Regions from separate parts of the Podarcis muralis genome. Here region 1 is linked to region 2. A link is a contact called in public Hi-C data. All regions are on one chromosome and are shown on one strand. Each heading gives the region's core, a stretch centred on a gene start, on an enhancer-like site or on the middle of the called end of the contact. The rest is flanking DNA. Distances are from core to core; before and after follow the strand shown.

The links. A called contact is a pair of places that touch in the nucleus more often than the background predicts.
Region 1: a Hi-C map of tail shows a contact between it and region 2, with 4 times the contacts expected there. The contact joins the promoter of RPS6 here to the promoter of LOC114587408 in region 2. A contact is called at or near these places in 2 of 3 Hi-C or Micro-C datasets (blood and tail).

What each region holds. Positions count from the first base shown.
Region 1 is chr17:27,369,679-27,376,114 of rPodMur119.hap1.1, reverse strand. It overlaps RPS6 (ribosomal protein S6), which reads left to right and starts at 4,922. Exons shown (of 6, transcript XM_028712949.2): 1 at 4,922-5,057; 2 at 5,902-6,033. The coding sequence starts at 5,052. All of the region lies in intron 30 of ADAMTSL1 (ADAMTS like 1), which reads right to left.
Region 2 is chr17:27,213,661-27,220,335 of rPodMur119.hap1.1, reverse strand. LOC114587408 (SOSS complex subunit C-like) reads right to left here and starts at 3,683. Exons shown (of 6, transcript XM_028711605.2): 1 at 3,584-3,683; 2 at 2,845-2,898; 3 at 1,759-1,830; 4 at 1,244-1,346. The coding sequence starts at 1,783. All of the region lies in intron 30 of ADAMTSL1 (ADAMTS like 1), which reads right to left. HAUS6 (HAUS augmin like complex subunit 6) reads left to right here and starts at 3,181. Exons shown (of 17, transcript XM_028711599.2): 1 at 3,181-3,298.

The DNA.
Region 1 (6,436 bases), core at 3,673-6,172, 150 kb before region 2:
TGCGAGCCCCTTGGGTTCCTCATCCCAGCTGTAAACTGCCTGGCCATGGTTCTCCAAGGCGTTGCAGGTAGCAGTTGTTCCCAGGCTTATCTAGATATACCAAGGACTGACCCGCTAGGCGGCCTTTTTTATGCAACATGCAAGTTACTGAAAAAGCTAATGGCAGTGACATTCAAGGAAGACAACTGCCTCTCTGAGGCTTTGTAAGGTTCAGCTGCAAAGCAGTAGGAATCAGGCCTATCTAATTACCCAAAACTGTTGGTATCATACCTACATTTCTTTAATTATAAATAAGCACCCAGAAACTAAAGGAGACCATCTTTCCTTCTGCATTGTCTTCCTTTTAATGTAGCATCGAGCTGCTGCTTTTTATCCTCTTCACAAACATACCGTATTTTTTGCTCTATAAGACTCACTTTTTCCCTCCTAAAAAGTAAGGGGAAATGTGTGTGCGTCTTATGGGGCAAATTCAGGCTGCGCAGCTATCCCAGAAGCCAGAACAGCAAGAGGGATTGCTGCTTTCACTGCGCAGCAATCCCTCTTGCTGTTCTGGCTTCTGAGATTCAGAATATTTTTTTTCTTGTTTTCCTCCTCCAAAAACTAGGTGCGTCTTGTGGTCTGGTGCGTCTTATAGAGCGAAGAATACGGTACTTGAAAGGGGAGGAGGGCAAGAACCTAAACTGGTGCACGGGCCCAGATTCAATATTCTGAGCGACGTAAACGAAGGAAACATCACACAGCTTTGCATGCTTGCGAACACTGGGAAGCTGGAACAGGAACAGCAGAAGGGAAAATGACCTGTGCTACTCAAATACATCAATAGGACCTAGGGAAAAGAAGGAGACGTTTTTCTGAACAATCGTGACACGTTCTTGGCTGGGAACAGGGTCACGTCGCTTGTTGGACATGCAAAACTAAACAGAAGGGCGCACTTCCTGTCGCCTGTGGTCTCGTGTTTCTTTTATTTGATTAGCTGTAAAGCTAATCCGCAGAATGTAATTCTGGGGAAGAAACTGTACAGGGGATGGAATGACATCAGTGCAGAGTCAGAGAGACAAGATCATTGTAAAGGGAGACGGGAGACTTTGTCGTAAGCAGTGTAGTGTGAACTCCCAGACTGTGGCACGTCCAGTTCCACTCTGGATGTACTAACCTTTAGAACAGAGCCATAGCAGGGGGGCTATTGACCCCAGTGCAGTTTGGGTAGGTGCATTCCTCTTTTTTAAAGTTTTTTTTATTAACAATTTCAACATATCATATTCATTATTTTTCCCCTTTCCCCCCACCTCCCCATCAAACCCTCCTTCCCTACCTCCCGAGACTTACCTCAGCTCCTCTCTCTGATTTCTCAACACATATTATTCTCTGCATACTGTAAAATTGTATAAATCCTTATATTATCTATTTGCTATGTTAACAATCAATAAATTTGTGTATGTTTATTCAAAACCTGCCAAGGAGTCCAAATCATTTTGTTGTCTTTTTAAGTAATTTGTAAAAAGTTTCCATTCTTCTCTGGTCAAAGTTGTCCTTGTCTCGCAGTTTATATGTCAGTTTAGCCAGTTCTGCATAATTCATCAAGTTCTCTTGCCACTGTTCTTTTGTCGGGGTTTCCTCATTCTTCCATCCTTGTGCTATCAAGACTCTTGCCGTTGTTGTAGCGTACATAAATAAATTATTCGTTTTCCTTGGCAGGTCTTGTCCTACAATCCCTGAGCTGTTGCATCCTTCTCTTAACCTGGGATGTGGGTGGCACTGTGGCCTAAACCACTGAGCCTCTTGGGCTTGCTGATCAGAAGTTCAGTGGTTCAAATCCCCGCAACGGGGTGAGCTCCCATTGTTCTGTCCCAGCTCCTGCCAATCTAGCAGTTTCAAAGCATGCAAGTAGAAGATAAACTGCATTTCCGTGCACTCTGGTTTCCATCACAGCGTCCCATGGCGCAAGAAGTGGTTTAGTCCTGCTGGCCACATGACCCAGAAAGCTATCTGAGCACCACAACCCCATAGTTGCCTTTGACTGGACTTACCGGTAACCGTCCAGGGGTCCTTTACCTTTTACATTTTACCTTTCTCTTAACCTGGCTTAAGGTTGTCATCTGAACTCACCAGATGCTTAACTGTTAATCAATTGCAATCAACCCACCATATGAAAAATAAGACTTTAGGGACATCTTGCCCAAAAATGGCAACTAGGCATCCTGTTATGGTAGCTGTAACCTTGGTTTAAGGAGCCTTTTGGCGCCTAGTTTATATACCTGAGTTTCTAACACTGATGCCAACCAACTCAGCAATGCTCCAAACACCTTCCCATGCATTAGTGCTGAAAAGCATTCTGCTAGCGTTGCAATTGTTAAGAGCCAATTATGGACCTCAAAAGCTCCTTTCAGGAAGACAGGAAAAAGGTGCCTTATACGGAAGCGGACCACTGGCATCAATCTAGCTCAGCATTGTCAACATGACAACCGGCAGCAGCCCTCCGGGAGTATTTCCCAGCCTTATCAGGAGTTGCCAGCATTTGACCCTGGGACCTTTGAATGCAAACCACAGGCTCTGCCATTGGGCAAGGGAGATAAGCCAGCAGGACAGTCCATTTCTGCAGGGTAAATTGACTAGAAAGCCTTTTCAAAACAGCATCTTTGAAATGTGCATTTCTTCGCCACCTCAAAAAGGGCTGGTGCTTATGCATAAAATCTACCGACCTGTATAAATTCAACCAGGTATTTTCAAAGAACACTTGTCCCTGGCACCTATGAGAGTATGTAACTGTCCTCAAATGTTTTTAGATATTCTTAATGTTTTTAAATGTTTATTTTCTCATTGGGCAAACAAAAGGGATGGAAGGACGGAATAGAAATGTAATGAATATGATTTAATAGTTTCACTGTGTCATTTCTGTCTAGCTGGAAGAATTTCTCATATCCTAGCAAAGTGTTAGCCCATGTACCGAAAGCAAGAAAGCGGATACTTAGGCACCGTTAGGTTATATTCTGTAGTCTTAGACACATAATTTTTTTTTTAATTGTTACTGGTTTTCAGTAACATGGCAATGAACAACTTGTTAGCTTGGGGTTCAGAGATTATTATAATCGATGATTCCACCACCCAGTCTATATCAACTCAAATGGTTCGTCTGTCTTGGGTAGCTTTGGCAACACAGCTGTAACTATTACTCTATTATGGTTAGAGGCAGGATAGTTGGCCCTATAGCTGTTTCCAAACCAAAATGTGGGGGGTGGAGGGGGCAGGGAAAAATCAGAAGAACACGTTTTCCAAACGCCAAAGTATGTATTTGTACCCAGTGGGTAGCAAACTGCAGTTTTGCCTGTCCTGTAGCTTGAGAGAGGGAGGGAAAGTTCACTTTCTCAGCTTCCTGCATAATTTTATATACCCCAACCCCAGATTCCCACCCACTCATGGGTGTAGCTAAGATTTTTGTTTGGGGGGGGGGGGAGAAAGTCAGCTAGCTATGCATTTTTTAATTTTTTATTGATTGGGGGGGCGGCTGCCTCTCCCTGCCCCCTCTGTTTTGTTTTTTTTTTTAAATAATTTTTATTAAGCTCCCTGCCCCCTCTGGCTACTACGCCCGTGCACCCACTCAAATGGAAAAGGTCCGACCATTGTGACTTTTCTTGGTTATTCCAGCCCCCTGACCCTTTTGAATGCCCCTTTATTTACCAACTGGTCTTAACCACCGCCTGGATTAGAAATGCCAAGAGCTTTTGTCTACGGTGCCTTGAAGAAGCCCAAGAAGAATCTAAGAACAACCTTCCGGCACTCTCTTCTCACAGCGGCCAGGGGAACCTGCTGGCAGACTCTGACCCTTCAAGTGTCCCTATTTTCCAGGGACAGTCCCAGATTTACAGAAGCCGTCCTGGTTTCTGAATTGATCACTGAATGTCCCGCTTTTCCTTAAAGGTAAAGGTAAAGGGACCCCTGACCATCAGGTCTAGTCGTGACTAACTCTGGAGTTGCAGCGCTCATCTCGCTTTATTGGCCAAGGGAGCCGGCGTACAGCTTCTGGGTCATGTGGCCACCATGACTAAGCCGCTTCTGGCAAACCAGAGCAGCACATGGAAACGCCGTTTACCTTCCCGCTGGAGCGGTACCTATTTATCTACTTGCACTTTGACGTGCTTTCGAACTGCTAGGTTGGCAGGAGCAGGGACCGAGCAACGGGAGCTCACCCCGTCGCCGGGATTCGAACCGCCAACCTTCTGATCGGCAAGTCCTAGGCTCTGTGGTTTAACCCACAGCGCCACCCGCTTTTCCTTAGGACGTCCCTAATTTCATCAGAGAAATGTTGGAGGATATGGAGTTGTGTCACCCCCAAGTTTAGAAAATAAGTAACTATGCAATGTTTAGAATACATCTTGAAGGCAGCCCTGTATAGGGAAGTTTTTAAATGTTTTATTATATTTTTATATATGTTGGAAGCCACCCAGGGTGGCTGGGACAATGCAGTCAGTTGGGGAGGGGAGTACAAATGTGATGATGATGGAATAGGATGTCCCTAATTTCATCGGAGAAATGTTGCAGGATATGGAGTTATGCAACCCATGAACCAGGGAGATAAGTAACTATACAACCTTTAGAAGACATCTGAAGGCAGACCTGTAGAAGGAATTTTTAAAATATGTTTTTATATATATGTTGGAAGCCAATCAGAGTGGCTGGGGCAATGCAGTCAGATGAGGGGTTACATTTATTATTATTATTATGGAATAGGGCATCCCTATTTTCATCAGAGAAGCGTTGGAGGGAATGCTGTGGTTCCCATCAATTCCCATTCAGAATATGCAGCAGTCCAAAATTCCTCTATTTCTCCATTCCTTCCTCTGAATGAAAGAGTTTTATTCGCAAGACCACGGCAGCTGCCCACTCTACACTTTTTCCTATCTCTATCGACTCGCCCAGGAGCCCCCGCTGAGCCCTGACGGGGCGGGCCCTTATAAACTCTCGCGAGATCACGCGCGGGAGCCTCTTTGACTTCCGGTCCAGCGGAAGCGCGTCCTCTTTCCCGTGGCGGACCCGAGGCGAGCTGTGCCGGCGCCATGAAGGTAGGTGTTGCGGGGCGCGGAGGGGGCGCAAACCGCCTCCGCCCCCGGAAAATAGAGGCCCCGGCAGATCGAGGGGCCCCGGGGGGAGGCGGCGGGGCAGGCGGCGGACGAGGGAGCGCGGCCCCGGCGGCGGATGGAGGCCGATGCGGGGAAGCGGCGCGGCGGCCCCGGCCTCCTTTCCCCGCTCCGGAGAGGAGCTCTCGCGCGGTGTGTCGTCTCGCGGGAATTCCGCAGCGCCTGTTAACCTTTCAGACCCCCTACCCCGTGCGTCTTGAGCGCTTAGCAGTGGCGGCCAAACTTAGCCCTCCAGCAGTTTTGGGACTACAATTCCCACCATCCCTGACCACTGGTCCTGTTAGGTAGGGATGATGGGAGTTGTAGTCCCAAAACAGCTGGAGTGCCAAGTTTGGCCGCCACTGGTAAAGGAAGCAGCGTTTCTCGTGCTCGTGGAGCAGTGGTTCTCAACCTGTGGGTCCCCAGATGTTGGACTACAATTCCCATCATCCCTGAGCTCTGTGCCTTGCTAGCTAGGGGTGATGGGAGTTGTAGTCCAAAAACAGCTGAAGGGCCAAGCTTGGCCATGCCTGATCTAGAGCAGTGGTGGCCAAGCTTGGCCCTCCTGCAGTTTTGGGACTACATTTCCCATCATCCCTAACTAACAGGACCAGTGGTCAGGGATGATGGGAATTGTAGTCTCAAAACAGCTGGAGGGCCAAGTTTGGCCGCCACTGGTAAAGGAGGCAGCGTTTCTAGTCCTTGTGGAGGACGACGGGGCTCAATGCCGCCCTGGGGAACCCTTTAAGCCCCTTTGCAGACCCGAGTGTGGCTTCTCTCCCCCCTGCAGCTGAACATCTCCTTCCCAGCCACCGGCTGCCAGAAACTCATCGAAGTGGACGATGAGCGCAAGCTGCGCACCTTCTACGAGAAGCGCATGACCACGGAAGTCTCCGCGGATGCTCTTGGCGAGGAGTGGAAGGTGAGGCTGGCTTCATAAGGCTTGTTGCATGTGTGCAAAATGGGGCTGAGAAAGCAGCGGTGGTGAGAAAATTTAGAGTCTGTGGGTTGCCACTTTGGTTCTTGCCAAATGCCAGGTTCTGTGTGCTGCTGTGCTCGGGGTCTGCACGTTCCCCTGGGCCGCCGGTGAGCCAGGAAGGCTGCTCTTAGGTTCTTCTTCAAGGCAGTGTAGACAAAAGCTCTTGGCATTTCTAATCCAGGCGGCGGCTAGGGCCAGTCGGTAAAGAAAGGGGCATTCAAAAGGGTCAGGGGGCTGGAATAACTCCCCCACCAGGAAAAGTCGCAATGGTTGGAGCATTTCCATTTGAGTGGGTGGTTGGTAAGGTTGCCACCTTTGTTCTGGCAAAATACAGGACAGGGTGGGA
Region 2 (6,675 bases), core at 2,434-4,933:
CCTGCTAAAAGGATCTGGAGGTGTGGATTCTGTCCAAAGTGTGGGCATGGGCTAGGCCAGGGGTCAGCAAACCTTTTCAGCCGTGGGGCGGTCCACTGTCCCTCAGACCTTGTGGGGGCCCGGACTATATTTTGAAAAATAATAATGAATGAATTCCTAACACCAGGCAGGCCCCACAAATAACCCAGAGGAGCATTTTAAATAAAAGGACACATTCTACTCATGTAAAAACACGCTGATTCCCAGACTGTCTGCAGGCCGGATTTAGGTGATAGGGCTGGATCCGGCCCCTGGGTCTTAGTTTGCCTACCCATGGGCTAGGGCCATGCCACTAACCCAACGGGGACCCCTCGGACTGCCCTTATTTGATGTAAGTCATAGGGCTCCCCCTTCTGGTGGTTTACCCTTAGTTAGACTCCCTGCAAGGGACACGGGTGGCGCTGTGGGTTAAACCACAGAGCCTAGGATTTGCCAATCAGAAGGTTGGCAGTTCGAATCCTCGCGACGGGGTGAGCTCCCATTGCTCAGTCCCTGCTCCTGCCAACCTAGCAGTTCAAAAGCACATCAAAGTGCAAGTAGATAAATACGTACCGCTCCGGCGGGAAGGTAAACGGCGTTTCCGTGCGCTACTCTGGTTCGCCAGAAGCGGCTTAGTCATGCTGGCCACACGACCTGGAAGCTGTACGCCGGCTCCCTCGGTCAGTAAAGCGAGATGAGCGCCACAACCCCAGAGTCGGGCAAGACTGGACCTAACAGTCAGGGGTCCCTTTACCTTTAGACTCCCTGCAGGTGGGCGGGTGTAAAGTTATACAGTGGTACCTCGGGTTAAGTATTTAATTCGTTCCAGAGGTCCATACTTAACCTGAAACTGTTCTTAACCTGAAGCACCACTTTAGCTAATGGGGCCTCCCGCTGCTGCCGCGCTGCCGGAGCACGATTTCTGTTCTCATCCTGAAGCAAAGTTCTTAACCTGAGGTAATATTTCTGGGTTAGCGGAGTCTGTAACCTGAAGCGTATGTAACCCGAGGTACCACTGTAGCCTGGTTTCACCCAACGTCCAAGCCAATAAAGTTGTGGCCTGTTTTAGCCCATAACCCCAAACACTCGTGTTGGTGTGTTTATTAATCAATGGGGAACTACAGGGCACGGGGCCTTGGCACACAAAAGAAAGTGTCCCTTGGCTTTCCTCTTTGATCAGAGAACACAACTGAAACAAAAAGGCAGGTCTCTAAACTTACTGTACCTGGCTCCAGGGTGATTTGTGGAAGACTGGTTTTGCATCAGCAGCTTCCTCTTCTCCTTATCTAGCTCTGCCAAAATCGCAACCCTGTTTTTATTCTGAAACCCTGGCAGGAGTGAGAAGAATGAAAAAGTCTATGCACTACTTCAAGCTCTCCAAAGTGAATGATAAAGAGTACAGTGGTACCTTGGTTCTCAAACAGAATGCGTTCCAGGAGTCTGTTTGACTCCTGGAACAGTTCAAAAACCAAGGTGTGGCTTCCGATTGACTACAGGAGTGTCCTGCAGCCAATCGGAAGTTGTGCTGGATGTTGGACTTTTGGAAATCGTTCGAAAACCGGAAGACTCACTTCCGGGTTTTGATCGTTCAGGAGATGATTTGTTTGGGAGCCAAGGCGTTTGAGAGCCAAGGTACCACTGTATTAGAGTTTGTACTGAAAGGGCTGGTGCCGTGTTGTTTTTATTGTAAAATTTTATTATAACATAACCATGCACATAGAGGCAAAGATTACCATTTACCTTGCCCAGGAGGATTTGATGCCATCTTTCTAGTTTCCGCCTTAATTGGCTACAACGTAGTTATGGGATGAGCTACCGAAAAAAATATAAATGAACACGTGAACATAAAAGGCTCACTACTAATACAATTGTACATTAGTATTCAGATTGCAGGATGCAATAGCAACATACTTTGTAAAATGCTTGTGAAAATGTTGAGTAGCAGGTATGCTATACGCAAAGATGGTGTGAATTGGGGCCACCTATTGGGTACACGTGACCCCCTTATTGGAACAACTACACTTGGTTTGGATTGGTTTTCCAGGGACAGTCCCAGATTTACAGAAGCCGCCCCGCTTTCTGACCCTGGAATGTCCTGCAAAACTGTATTAAGGTAAAGGGACCCCTGACCATTAGGTCCAGTCGTGGCCGATTCTGGGGTTGCGGCGCTCATCTCGCTTTATTGGCCAAGGGAGCCGGCGTACAGCTTCCGGGTCATGTGGCCAGCTTGACTAAGCCGCTTCTGGCGAACCAGAGCAGCGCACGGAAACGCCGTTTACCTTCCCGCCGGAGCTGTACCTATTTATCTACTTGCACTTTGAGGTGCTTTCGAACTGCTAGGTTGGCAGGAGCAGGGACTGAGCAAGGGGAGCTCACCCCGTCATGGGGATTCGAACCGCCAGCCTTCTGATCAGCAAGTCCTAGGCTCTGTGGTTTAACCCACAGCGCCACCTGCGTCCCCTGCAAAACTGTAGGACATCCCTATTTTCCTCAGGGAAATACTGGAGGGCATGGAGCTATTCAGTCATCTGGAAGCACCCCAAGTTTTTAAAATGTTCAGTGTTTTATTATGTTTTTATATATGTTAGAAGCCGCCCAGAGTGGCTGGGGCAGCTCAGTCGGATGGACGAGGTATAAGTAATAAAAGTATTGATTACGGAACAGGACATCCCTCTTTTCATTGGAGAAACGTTGGACGAAATTTTGTTCCATGGTTCACTTTTCGGACTACAACTCCCATCAGCGCCAGCAACTGATGGAAGAAGCTGTAGTGCAAGCTGTCTTGCAGGGTGCCTGGACTAGGGAATCCGCGAAGGGGAATCTTACAGGTAGCATTGCGGTTGCTGCTTTCGGCTCACCTCCAGCAGGTGGGTGGAGTCCCTAAGTGAAAGCATAAAAATAGACAGCTCCAAGCACCTGGCGATGGACACAGTCCCCATTCACCCACATCCTCCTTGCCGGTGGACTGCTCCCTGTTTCTCTCACACCACCCCCTTTAGCTGCCCAGATGGACTCTGCTGCCCCCCCCCCTTTGGCTGTCCAGGTAGACTCTCCCAAACCTCCTTTGGCTCTACAGATAAGACTCTGCTGCTCCCCCTTTGGCTGTCCAGATGGATTCTCCCACCCCCACCCCCCTTTGGATGTTCACGTGGGCTCTCCCAAACCGCCTTTGGATCTACAGATAAGACTCTGCAGCTCCCCCTTTGGCTGTTCAAATGGACTCTCCCGCCCCCCTTTGGCTGTCTAGATGGACTCTCCCAAACCTCTTTTGGCTCTAGAGGTAAGAATCTGCCACTCCCCCTTTGGCTGTACAAATGGACTCTCCCGCTTCTCTTTCGTTGGACAAATGGACTCTACCACCCTCCCCCTTTGGTTGCCCAGATGGACTTTTCCGCCCCCTTTGGTTGGACGAATGGACTCTCCCGCGCCTCCCCCTCTGGCTGCCCAGATGGACTTTACCTCCCCCCTTTGGTTGGACGAATGGACTCTCCCGCCCCTCCCCCCATTGGCTGTCCAGATGGACTCTTCCTCTCCCCGTTTCAGGGGCTCTTTCTTCCCCGCTCACCTGCTCCCGACTTCATTGTCACGCGCGCCGCCTTAACGAGGCGGGGCCAGGAAACAAGCCCCGCCTTCGCTTCCCCGACCACCCCTGACTAAGAAAATGGTAGAGTGACACGCAGCGTCCAGCTTTCGGGATGAGCTGGAGTTTCAGCTTAGCGGAGGCTTAGCCAGCTGGGTCTCCACTGGCAGGGAGTTCCAAAGGCGCCGCCCAAGGAAGCGGGTATTCTGCGGCGGCGCCTGCGAAAAGTATTAGTAGTCCAAGTGTCTCTTCAGCGGTCAGCGTCTAAAAAAAACCCCACCTTGTTATTCTCTCCCCCCCCCCATAATATTCTTTATTGGTTTTGATTTGCACACTCCACATACACATGTTGTATTACATTACACATTTACACCTGCTTCCCAGAGCCGACTTCCCTCCTTCCCTCTTCTGACCTTTTATATCCCATCTAACTTTTTCGCATTGTCTTCATCTCTTTTGCATATTATTGTTCTTATTTCGTATTTGTCCTTCGAGTGTCTGTTGTCAAATCCTCCTGTATATACAGTTCTTATTGTCTGCCTATATTCAATTACAATTACCATTGGTTACACTGATCACAGTGTACATTTTACTTTTTGTTATTTTTCTTACCCAGAAATTGTCTTTGTATTTCACATTATGAGGTTTATTTCAGTTCTACGGGTTTCACAATTCCGCCTTATCCTTCCTATGTATGACATAAATTTTTCCCATTCTTTTTGAAATGTTTCATCACCCTGTTGTCAAATTTCCCCCGTTAATCTAGCTATTTCTGCATATTCCATTACCTTCTGTCGCCATTCTTCTACCGTTGGTACTTGCTGTTGTTTCCAAACCCACCTTGATATTCTCATGCTATATCTCATGATCCTCGTGGATGCCCTGAGCTGAGATTCCTGCCTTGCAGTGGGTGGGACTAGATGGCCCGTGGGCTCTCTTCCAGCTGCAGGATCCGGCAACTCTACACTGCAGGCTGTGGCTTAAAACATCCTTGCAACTGGAACAGAATATTGCAGGGGTAGGGTGGGAGGGGACTCAGCCCCTAGGAGTTAGGCTCCTGTGCATAGCTGTCAACCTTCCCTTTTTTTTGCGAGAAATTCCCTTATTCCAGCACCGTTTCCCACTGCTTCCCACTGCTATCCCGGATTGTTAGATATCCCGTAGACCAGGGGTCTGCAACCTTTAAGACAAAAAGAGCCACTTGGACCCGTTTCCGAAGAAAAAACAACAACTGGGAGCCGCAAAACCATTGCGACATTTAAAACAAATATATCTCCGGAGCCGCGATCTGACAGCGGGCGGGAAGGTGATGTCAGGACGGTGCGTGACTAACGCACGCACCGCCCCCATGCGACGTCACAGCCAGTACAGCGCCCGCCACAGTGAGGAGTGTCGGGGCGCACAATGCGCCTCCTCCCCTCACTAGTATCCGCCCTGGAGCCGCGGCAAAGATGTAAAAGAGCCACATGCGGCTCCGGAGCCGCAGGTTGCAGACCCCTGCCGTAGACTGTCCCTGGGACAGGTGAGGCTGCTGATCCCTTCTTTTCAAATCTGAAAGTTGACAGCTATGCTCCTGTGCTGGCCACGCAGTCCCTGCAAGGATGAAGCCAGGACCATGCAAGAAGCCACAGAGCAGGATTCAGTTACATTGAAAGCAGGGCCGGATTTAGGTTGGATGAGGCCCTCAGCTACTGAAGGTAATGGGGCCCTTTCTATGTCCAGCTGTCCTTTGTCCACAACAAATTGCCGCTGTTTTTTGTGTTGAATACAGTGGTACCTCGGGTTACATACGCTTCAGGTTACAGACTCCGCTAACCCAGAAATAGTGCTTCAGGTTAAGAACTTTGCTTCAGGATGAGAACAGAAATCGTGCTCCGGCGGCATGGTGGCAGCAGGAGGCCCCACATGCTAAAGTGGTGCTTCAGGTTAAGAACAGTTTCAGGTTAAGAACGGACCTCCGGAACGAATTAAGTACTTAACCTGAGGTACCACTGTATATGCTACATGGTCATTTATGGACCTCATAGGCATCTAAAGCCATTTGCACATAACAAAGTATGTATTTTATCAAAGTAAGTGTTGAGCTGAAATACAATTAAGAAGTATATTAATAGTGAAATACAATTAAGAAGAAGTATATTACTAGTGAAATAATTGTTAATCTCTAACTTAAATTGGTTTTTATTCATAACTAACTTAATAATGCAAACACATTGGCATTTAGCAAGAACCAAAGTTCCTTTAGAAACACAATTTATACACATAATCTACGGTAGTCTCTTGAAACTTGCTATAACATGAAATAATAATGGGTGTAAATATATGATGCAAACTACTAATAATTATAAATAACAGAATGTAGGCACCCTATATATAGAAAGGTGCAAACCAGGGATATTTTAGGGAGCAGGCTAGCAGGCGGGGCCCATGACTTACAAAACACTGTTGCTGTATGTAGGATTTATTTTATTTGTTTTTCATCTTATATTTTGGAATTGTACATCCAGGTTTTTCCCCCTTAATTTTTTTTGGGGGGGTCCCCAAGAGAGTGGGGTCCTAAGCTAGAGCTTGTTTAGTTTATACATAAATCCAGCACTGATTGAAAGCCCGAGGGAGATTTTCCCCCTCCGTTGCTAGGGAGCAGTTTCCACTTTCCGCCTGCGGAAGAGCCTCGCGCATCAGGCAGACACTTAATTAGTAGCCCCTCTAAACCTTTCGTAGCTCTACGCCAGCGTGCCTCGGTTGAGAGTCGGGTACCGTATATGTCTCCGGCAAGCGGTGCATGCTGGGAACTCGGATGTCGGTTTTCCCCCATTGGCTGGAGCCGCGCATATTTCTTTTTGATTGGCTGGCGCGCGGCTCGCCGCCCCTCCCGGTTTTCTTTTTTGGCGGTTTGAGCCTCAATGGCGGCGCGTGTGGTGGGCGAGGCGGCGGCAGCAGCAGCGGCTGAGGCTGAAGAAGAAGGGCGCCTCTGAGAGGAGCTGAAGGGCTTGGCGAAGGCGGAACCCTTGAGGAAGAGCAGAACGCTGACGCGGAGGATATACCTGCACGTGAGGAAAGGAAGACACGGGTCAGCC